2 separate regions of the Gossypium hirsutum genome follow, and region 1 is linked to region 2. The links are chromatin contacts, called in public Hi-C maps. All regions are on one chromosome and are shown on one strand. The core of a region is the stretch at or near the end of the contact, and the rest is flanking DNA. Distances in the headings are between cores, read along the strand shown. Region 1 holds the start of LOC107943991 (probable aldo-keto reductase 1). Region 2 holds the start of LOC121212443.

Region 1 (4,570 bases), core at 792-3,291, 140 kb after region 2:
TGCTCTTGATCATAAAGTAGAGCATCTGCATCTTGCAAAGAGAGATCAAATTATAGCATACTAGACTCAGTTTTGCATCAAAGAGACACCAGTAGAAACTAAATCACCAAGCAAACTGCCCTTTTATTTTATATTTTGCAATTGACTAAAAGGTTAGAACCAAGTTCATATATGGAACAGCCAGTTAACTCTTTCCATAAAAGAAGAAAAAAAAAACTTAAAAGCACCGAACCATTATAACTAAGTCTAGAATATCCACATGCATTAGAGCAGAAAAAATCGATTTACACATTATGCCTTCACCTTAATTGCTGCTCTTACTTAAACAAGAAATTCAAGAGGTCAAAAACACATTGCAGATGCATACTTGATTTACCAATAATTAAAGTTGGTTTCAACAGGGTACAATCCACGAGTGACCACTGCGGGCTTTCCAGCAACATTACACTGCAACCTTTTGAAATAAGAACACCTGCAAGGAAAAAGGAAGTTAATTAGCAGCAAAGCTTTAACAAATTGCCATGAACGCACAAACACAAAACAAACAAAAAAAAAGATAAAATGAAAATTTAAGCTTACCAAAACAAAAGAAACCCCAAATCAAGAGAAAAATCCAAAGGGAAATCACTGATGCATTGATAGAGCAATTAGCGAATAGAAAAATATTGTAGTCTTTATAGATACAATCCCAACCTGAAATTGAAATCCCTTGCTATCTACAAAAAGAAAAAAAAATCATGATGTTCATCTACAAAAAATCAAGGAAGAGGAAAAGAAGAAGAAATATAGGGAAAGGAAAAGAAAGAAGAAATTACAAGGTATTGGTGAAATGATTGTTAGCTTCAAGAGCCTTGAGAGAATCCTTGAACGATTTCCTCATCTCCCCTATCCCTATTTTCTTTTTCTTGGTGAAATTACAGATTAATAGCTCATCCTTGAACGAGGAGATAGGGATGGGGTGTGGTGGCTTGAAATGTTTGCTGAGGGAGAGTGGTGAAGGACAAGAATGGAAGGTTATGCTTTTTTTATTTTATTTGGTGGAGGTTCTGCATTGCTATTCTTTGGTTCTGGTGGAGAATGGCTTTTACGAGATAAGATGGAATGGGGGATGAATGGGAATTCGTTGAATGAAGGATTCAGTGAACCAAACTAAGGAATACCTACTTATCACTGAATCAGTCAGGAACCGTTTAGTTATTCATGCCAACCAAACATACCCTAAATCTATATAATAAAATATAAGTTCCCAAACATTAACCAAGTTATTATGTATCATATTAAATTGAAAGCACAAATACAATGGGTTCACTTTAACAAAATATAAATAAAACCTCAATGTCGGCTACCTTTCTCAGATTTTCTTATATATCCACTGCTTTGAGCGTACACTGAGTAAATAGTATTCTGTTACATCATTTTTATTAATCTGATTTTTATCTACAAAAAGATTTAAATTATCTTTTTTAACAAAAATGTAAATTAAAATATTAATTTCTTAACGATGTTGAGTGATAACTAGTATAACAATTTACAAATACTTCATATTGATATAATATTATTTGTCTTATATATTACATTAATAAATAATTTAAAAATTATAGAAATATTTAAAAATTAAAAATAAAGTTTATAAAAATTTAAAAAAATAGCATAAAATACATATGAATTGCCATGTTAATTGTCATATTTAAAAATTTAACTTTTCAATTAGTATTTTAATTAAAGAAAATAATTAGACTCATTTTAAAAGGTTAATGATTAATTTTTCCTCTATTAAAGGGTTGAGGGCTAAATTTAACTTTAAAAAATAATAATGAACAAATGAACAAAATATGTAAATGATAAAGGCTAAATTTGAGTATATAGTATGTAATACGAAACTAGATCTAAAAGTGATTATAGTCCCTTGGCAAACAGGATGCACCAGTGGGCTAGTGGTAGAATAGGTCCCTGCTATAGTACAGACCCGGGTTCGATTCTCGGCTGATACGGTGATTTTTCGTTTCTTTTCTTCTTTCTTTCGAGTGAAAAATAAAAAATGTAACTGCCAAGTAGGAAGCTACAATTGGACAACGTTTTGACGTTCAGTTAGAGACAGTGCCATTTTCTCTTCAGTTTCAATCATCCCACAGCTACCTCTTAACTCAACTACTTCCATTCCCAACCAATTTCACTTTTTAATAACAAAAACAGAACACAGAAGTTGGAGCAGAGATTATTCAGACATGGCGCAACCAGGTTGCTTGTTACAAATCCCCACAGTCAAACTGGGCACCCAAGGACTTGAGGTATGGTTTTCTTTATTTTTATTTTTCTCATTTCAGTTTGTTGGATTAAAACCCAATCTTATATATGTTGTAATGCTTGTCCAAAGTTTTCAACTTTCTGGCACTCATAAGTAAACCGTGTAATGCAGATTTGAGAAATTACTGATTTTTATCGAATGGGTTTTATTTGAAAGCCGTTGGCTTAATCAAAAGTAGGTTTTTTTCTAATGATATGATGGAAGTGGTAGTTGGTGTTGCAAATATTAGTATTCCGATTTAGATCTGTTGGATGCCATAACTGAATGAACCAAATTTCCCAAACTTAATAACTAACAGTGACACAGATCATGGGTCCAACCAAGATGTTTTGAGACCTGTATGTTGTTACACGAACTGGGACATGTTTTTTTTTTTTTTCGTTTTCTTTAAACAGGTTTCCAAGTTGGGTTTTGGATGCATGGGTTTAACTGGAATCTACAACTCACCTCTCTCTGAGGATGAAATCATATCAATCATTAATCACGCCTTTGCTAAAGGAATCACTTTCTTTGACACTGCTGATGTTTATGGAGCGCATACCAATGAAGTTTTGGTTGGCAAGGTCAGTTTTGTTTCTGATTGTTTATAAAATGTAATATAACATAATCAAGAAGCTGTAGTTTACATAAATGCGAACTAAAGACAAGTTTATACCACTTTCAGGCCTTGAAACAATTACCAAGAGAAAAAATTCAACTAGCCACCAAGTTCGGTATTGCAGGGATGGCACCGACTGGTATGATTGTGAAAGGTAGTCCCGAGTATGTCCGGGCGTGCTGCGAGGCGAGCTTGAAGCGTCTTGATGTCGATTACATCGATCTCTATTATCAGCATCGGGTGGACACGTCGGTACCTATAGAAGAAACCGTGAGTAAATCTCTTCTTTCCTTATGCTATGTGGTTGAGGAACTGATCTACTTTATTTTATTAAAACCACATTGTTGTTAAAAATGCAGATGGGTGAACTTAAGAAACTGGTTGAAGAGGGAAAAATCAAATACATCGGATTATCTGAATCCAGTCCCGATACAATACGGAGAGCGCATGCTGTTCATCCGATCACAGCAGTCCAAATGGAGTGGTCGCTCTGGACTCGTGATATTGAGGATGAGATTGTTCCTCTTTGCAGGTTAGGTTTTGAAGATAAAAGTCCAGATTCTGATGTGTATATATATGTATATATTCCAGTATATGATGGATTTACCTAACAGGGATCTTGGTATTGGAATAGTTCCTTATAGCCCCTTGGTCGAGGATTCTTCGGTGGTAGAGCAGTAGTGGACAGTTTATCTGCAGGAACTTTCTTGGTACTGGATTCATTTCCATTTCTTTAACAAGTTAAGGATTGCTTGTTCTGCTAATGACAGACAACTTTGTTCTTTGATTATAAGGCTTCACATCCCCGGTTTCAAGGAGACAACTTGAAGAAGAACAAGAACTTTTACATTCGAATCGAAGATCAGGCAAAGAAGCGTCAATGCACTCCGGCTCAACTGGCACTAGCATGGGTTCTCCAGCAAGGGGACGATGTTGTACCGATTCCTGGTGAGAGGCTTTCTTTTTATTGTCTCCATTAGCTATCAATCATCTTATGGTTAAATGAGGGAACCAAACAAGATGTAACCAAGGGTCCCTTAGAATATGATATGATACCATTATTCGGAAGATCATATTCTCATACTCATATCCATATATGCATTGAATATTGCTTCCAATTTTCGTAGGAACAACAAAGATTAAGAACCTGGATCAGAATATTGACTCGTTGAGAGTGAAACTCACTTCCGATGACTTGAAAGAAATCAGAGATGCTGTCCCGATTGAAGAGGTCGCAGGCGATCGGAACTACGATAGCATGAAGAAAGCTTCATGGAAATTTGCAGACACCTGCAAAAGATGTTGGGGTTTCAATTGAACAAGGCAATTGAAATGGTTATGGCATGTTTGTTTCATTTAAGGGAAAATGTGTGGCATAGATCTTTTTAAGGTTTTAAAACCATCCATACTTGCGTTTGGGACAAAAATTATAGATGGTTTTGATATGAAATAATAAAGAGAGCAATGTTAAGGCAAAGACTTTTATGCTGCCACTATTACTGATGATCGTAGGAAAAGAAGAAAAACCAGAGGGAGCTCTAATGTGCTGTCGTTTTGAGTACAATTTCAAAGACTGTCTTTTCTCTTATCTTTATTAAACCCCAAGGACGGTAAAATTAATGTGAAAATTTGTAGTAAAAAGGGAAAGAGATGGTTTGTTTTTGTAC
Region 2 (4,553 bases), core at 891-3,390:
CCGCTAATTAGTACTTGTTTTACAAGCTATTTGACTAAAGGCATCTCTCATGCGCTACTACTGCCAGTTGGTCCGGCTGCTCTAGAATGAATGCGTACTTTCTCACTGATTTACACAGCAAGTTGCAATCATTCATCATTCATTCGAGTTAGGATGATGGTTTTTATCAGGGTTTTGCTAAGGCTAATCAATCGGGCAAAAGTAAAGGGAAACATCAAACATTCATAAGCCATTCACGCAAGATTCATTAAGGGGCTTTCTAAAGAGATTGATAATGGGGAAGGTGCTTGCTTGCCATGGATTTACATAATGATATGCTATCATTAATCATACATTCCAGTTAGAATGCAGATTTTCTATAGTGTATTGGTGCTACCATAGCAAAGTGAAATACCACAACACACCCATGCAAGAGCATTAAGAGAACTCAATAACGGTAATTTGACACAATGTGATACATAATGTACAATAGACTGACAACTCCAACATTATAAAGGAAATGATTGAATCTAATCTAAGCTTTTGATTATTGAATGAAGTCAAGAATTAATATTCTAAATACTTATTATCTCCCAATAGACATAAATAAGATTCCAATACTAGGAGAGTCACCCACCGAAACGGGACATGCACTTCTTATTTAATTTTTTGCCTAATTGCAAAGGCAATAACATCTCAGAAAGGAAAGAAAGAGAAGGACAGCAAGAGACTTTCATGTCTGAACTTTTAGTCATAATGATGATGCCGGACAGAACCCATGCGCTTGAACCAAGTTAAATCAATGAACATTAAGCTCCATTTTTTTTTTTGCATAAACACTTCAAAATGTGTAAGTAATCCTTTTCTCATAGCAATTGTCATTATGTTGTTCAATTTATGGTTAAAAAGTGATGGGTAATGGGCACAAGTGGACACAGGGAAGAGATCACAGACCTCATTTGATCCATAAATGACTCTTGTATACATGAACTGAGTTAAATCCATGAATACGATGTTCGAGTTTTTGCTGCATGAAAACTTCATAACGTGTAAGAAGTCCAATTCCCACGTAGCATCTCATTCTGGTGGTGAACTTACGGTGTCAAACATTCCATCTAAAATGAGGGATGATGCGGTCGGACACAAGAGGGTGCAAGGAAGTGATCAAAGAAAGACCTTATTGATCTATAAATGAGTTTCACCATGTGCATTCAATAGGATCACCATATCAAAAGTTGAAAAGACAAATTGATACATCAAAACAACATAAGAAAAAATGATTTGGAAATGGGAAGAGGAACCTGAAAAAGGAGGGATCCCCATTTCAACACCCATATGAACAAGTGCATTTCTCAGCTCATTCTTGCAAATCTTCCCTTTATCTTCTATATCCATATCAGTAAACAAATTCTCTGCTAACATAGCATAATCATCTTCATCCTCCAAAAACATCTTCAAAGTATTCCCATCCAGTATTGACACCACTAATGGATCATCTAAGCAAATCAACCCAAAAAAAGCAATAATTTAAATCAAAATAACCCAGATCAAAAAATCAATAAAAAGTTTAAGGTTCGTTTTTTTTTTTAAATCTTAACTATTAAGTAATCAAAATTGACTTAATCCTCCTTTACCTTTCAACTCATCAGCAATGGCAGAGATGTAATCAGAGAGAAACTTGGATGCTTTATCTTTTTCGAGCTCTGTTTGCCGGAAAGTGACGTCAGCATGATCACCGGGTCCCGCGATGACACGAGAAAGAGCGGAAGCCTTAAGGTTTTGAGGCAATGAGAGGCCAAAGAGAGAGGTGGAGGCTTTGGAGTCGGCGATTTCAAGGAGTTGAGCTCCACTGACGGAGCCGTTAAGTTCAGGTAAAGAGGGATTGAATGATCGGAGATGGGTTCCGTCAAGCACCGTTAAGCCTGATTCAGACATTGTAAGACAGAAGGAGACTTTGGGAGAGTTTTAGTTTCGGACAAGGTTTTGTGTGTGTGTTTTTCTTTGATGGAAAGGTTTTTCCCTTTTTGTTTTTATAGTTTGAGTTTGGGATTATGGTTTAGGACTTGTACTTCGCCAAAAATATCAGCAATGCCCTCTTTTATTATTCAATTTATTGGATTTTATTATTCATTTTTATTGAAAATAAAATCATAAAAGAATCATTGACACAAAAAAAGAAAAAAATCATAAAGCAAATATAATAGTGATAGTGGACATGTTGATGTATTTATTTTCAATCTTATTTATTGTAATTTACAAAGGAAGAAAAGGGTAAAAAAGTAAGGGGAGGCTTCCAAAGTCAATGGGTTTACGCGGTTTTAGGCATTGATTTTTCTTATGAGCGTTAAAATTTTATTGGACCCATGTTGGTATAAAGTCCAATCTTTTAGGTATCCAATCAATTACCCTAAAATTAATAAACCAATCTATGGATTTTACTCCTGCAAAATTCGAAAAATGGAAAAAGAAATTTAAAATTTTTAATTAGTAGAATTCATTTATTCGAGTTATTTTATTTTTTCAAATTAATTCAAATACATAATTTGAGTTTTGAGTTCTGGTCGAGTTGAATTTTATAATTTAAATAACTCGAATAATTAATTGGTGTAGATACCCCTCTAATACCTTTCAATTTTAAAAATAAGTAAATTAGTTTCTCTTAATAAAAATAACACAAAAAATTAAAAATTTATATTTTTTTAAGAGTATAAAATTTTTAAAGAAAATCTAAAGAATATATAAAAAAGGTTAAAATTTTAAATATTTTTCTAAAATAATAATTTTGGGGTGTTAATTAATGATTCAAGTTTATCATACTAAAATATCTTCTTTTTTTTCTTCTTATTTTACTTTGAAAAGGTTTTCAAATTTACATGCTAAAACATTGAATTAGTTATACTGTAACAAGATTTTTATTTGACATGTTTAATTTTTTAATTTAGCTCGAACAATTTCATTTGATTTGACTCGACTTGAATTTCAATTTATTCAACTCGATTCAAAAAAATTCAAATCGAGTTAAAATGATGAAATAAGACTCGTCAACTCGAATTTTTTTCACTTGCTTATATTGAATGCTCACCAATAGGTAAGCCTCACAAAATCACTAAATTATTAATAAGTTTATTTATGCTTTAATCATTTAACTTTAAAAAATTATAAAATAATCACTAAAATATTTGAACGTTTTTATTTAAGTCACTAGGTTGTTATGTTTTTTCTTTTTAAAGTCTGACTAGTGAGCTTCAAGTGATGATTCAACGATTGATATGGTAAATCAATACCCATTTACAAGTAGAATAATATATCATAGATCTAAGTCAATCTGACAATCAATATCAAAGATTGGAAAATAAAACTGTTTTGATTTTAGTTCGCATATTCATGACGTTCAAAGTCATTTCATAAAAAAAACTAATTGTAGAAGATATGGGAAATGAGAGCTTTTGATTGGTGCAGATGGTGTGAATAGAGAATGTCATACAATGATTTTAACAATCTGGTGGCTAAAATAAAAATTTTAGAATAATTCAGTAACTATTTTGTAATCTTTTGAAGTTGAATGACCAAAACATAAATTTACTATAATTTAGTGATCTTAACAATAATTTATACTAAAAGATAATTTTAGTGTTTATATTATTAAAAATATTATAATTCCTGTAAGTTCAAAAAACTAAAATTTTAGTCCCTCAAAATAATTTTACCGTTGGTTGCTGACATGACAATAAAAAGTATTGAATTAAATAAAAGAATTCCTACTTGTGAAATGGAATGGGTCAACCCAAATGTTTGAGTTAATAAATTTTGAGCCAAAAATAGATAAAATTAAAAAAATCGCTTTGGTTATAGCGAAAACCTTTGGCAGACCCCAAAAAAGAAATCATAAATCTCTAATGAAAACCCTCAAGTAGAGCGCCAATCCAACCAACAATTAAAGAAAAAGTCAATGAAAATCTAGTTGAAGTAAAAGGGATAAATATATCATTCTCATTCTCCTTTTGTTTAACAATAAGTAGATCCTAATTTGATGGGTTGTTGCTCTTTAAGTCATATTAAATTTTGCTATGTGATATTGTTTTGGGAAGTATTAGACAATCTCATATGCTAAACGTAGATAGTATCTTCATTTTTTTAATGTTATTCAGATGCCATAATTATTGGTTGAAGCAATCAAGAGCTATTATGCCCTTAATCTACACTTTTTTTCCAAACACTACAACAAAACAGGTTTACTGCGATATTTTTTTGGACTTAAGATGATGCAAAAAAGGTTGGCATAGATCATCCTGGCATTTCTCCCGACGCTTTCAAAAACGTCGTCTTTTGTGCAGTTGGCATAAGTATCACGACGCTTTTGAAAAAGTGCCGGCATAATTCAACATAAGCCGATCTTTATTGAAGGGCTGGCAAAGACCTAGTTAAAGTGGACATTTAGAAAAGGTTGGGATAGACCCGTTTAAGGCAACCTAAAAAAGGTTGGAATAGACCTTGTATGCGCCAACACCTTACATAGTTGGCTTGAGTCTCATATTTTTTTACAACTTTTTGATATGACATAGAGGGAAAAGAAT

What was found. A called contact is a pair of places that touch in the nucleus more often than the background predicts.
Region 1: a Hi-C map of leaf shows a contact between it and region 2, with 2.3 times the contacts expected there. The contact joins the promoter of LOC107943991 here to the promoter of LOC121212443 in region 2. A contact is called at or near these places in 5 of 34 Hi-C or Micro-C datasets (all in leaf).

The regions. Positions count from the first base shown.
Region 1 is chrA13:71,609,401-71,613,970 of Gossypium_hirsutum_v2.1, forward strand. LOC107943991 (probable aldo-keto reductase 1) reads left to right here and starts at 2,042. Exons shown (of 8, transcript XM_016877805.2): 1 at 2,042-2,288; 2 at 2,701-2,868; 3 at 2,970-3,173; 4 at 3,263-3,435; 5 at 3,518-3,549; 6 at 3,552-3,613; 7 at 3,698-3,851; 8 at 4,031-4,380. The coding sequence starts at 2,226. The coding sequence ends at 4,221. LOC107943990 (a long non-coding RNA gene) reads right to left here and starts at 1,337. Exons shown (of 5, transcript XR_001696117.2): 1 at 816-1,337; 2 at 580-716; 3 at 368-472.
Region 2 is chrA13:71,464,844-71,469,396 of Gossypium_hirsutum_v2.1, forward strand. It overlaps LOC121212443, which reads right to left and starts at 2,141. Exons shown (of 4, transcript XM_041085129.1): 1 at 1,614-2,141; 2 at 1,281-1,475. The coding sequence starts at 1,914.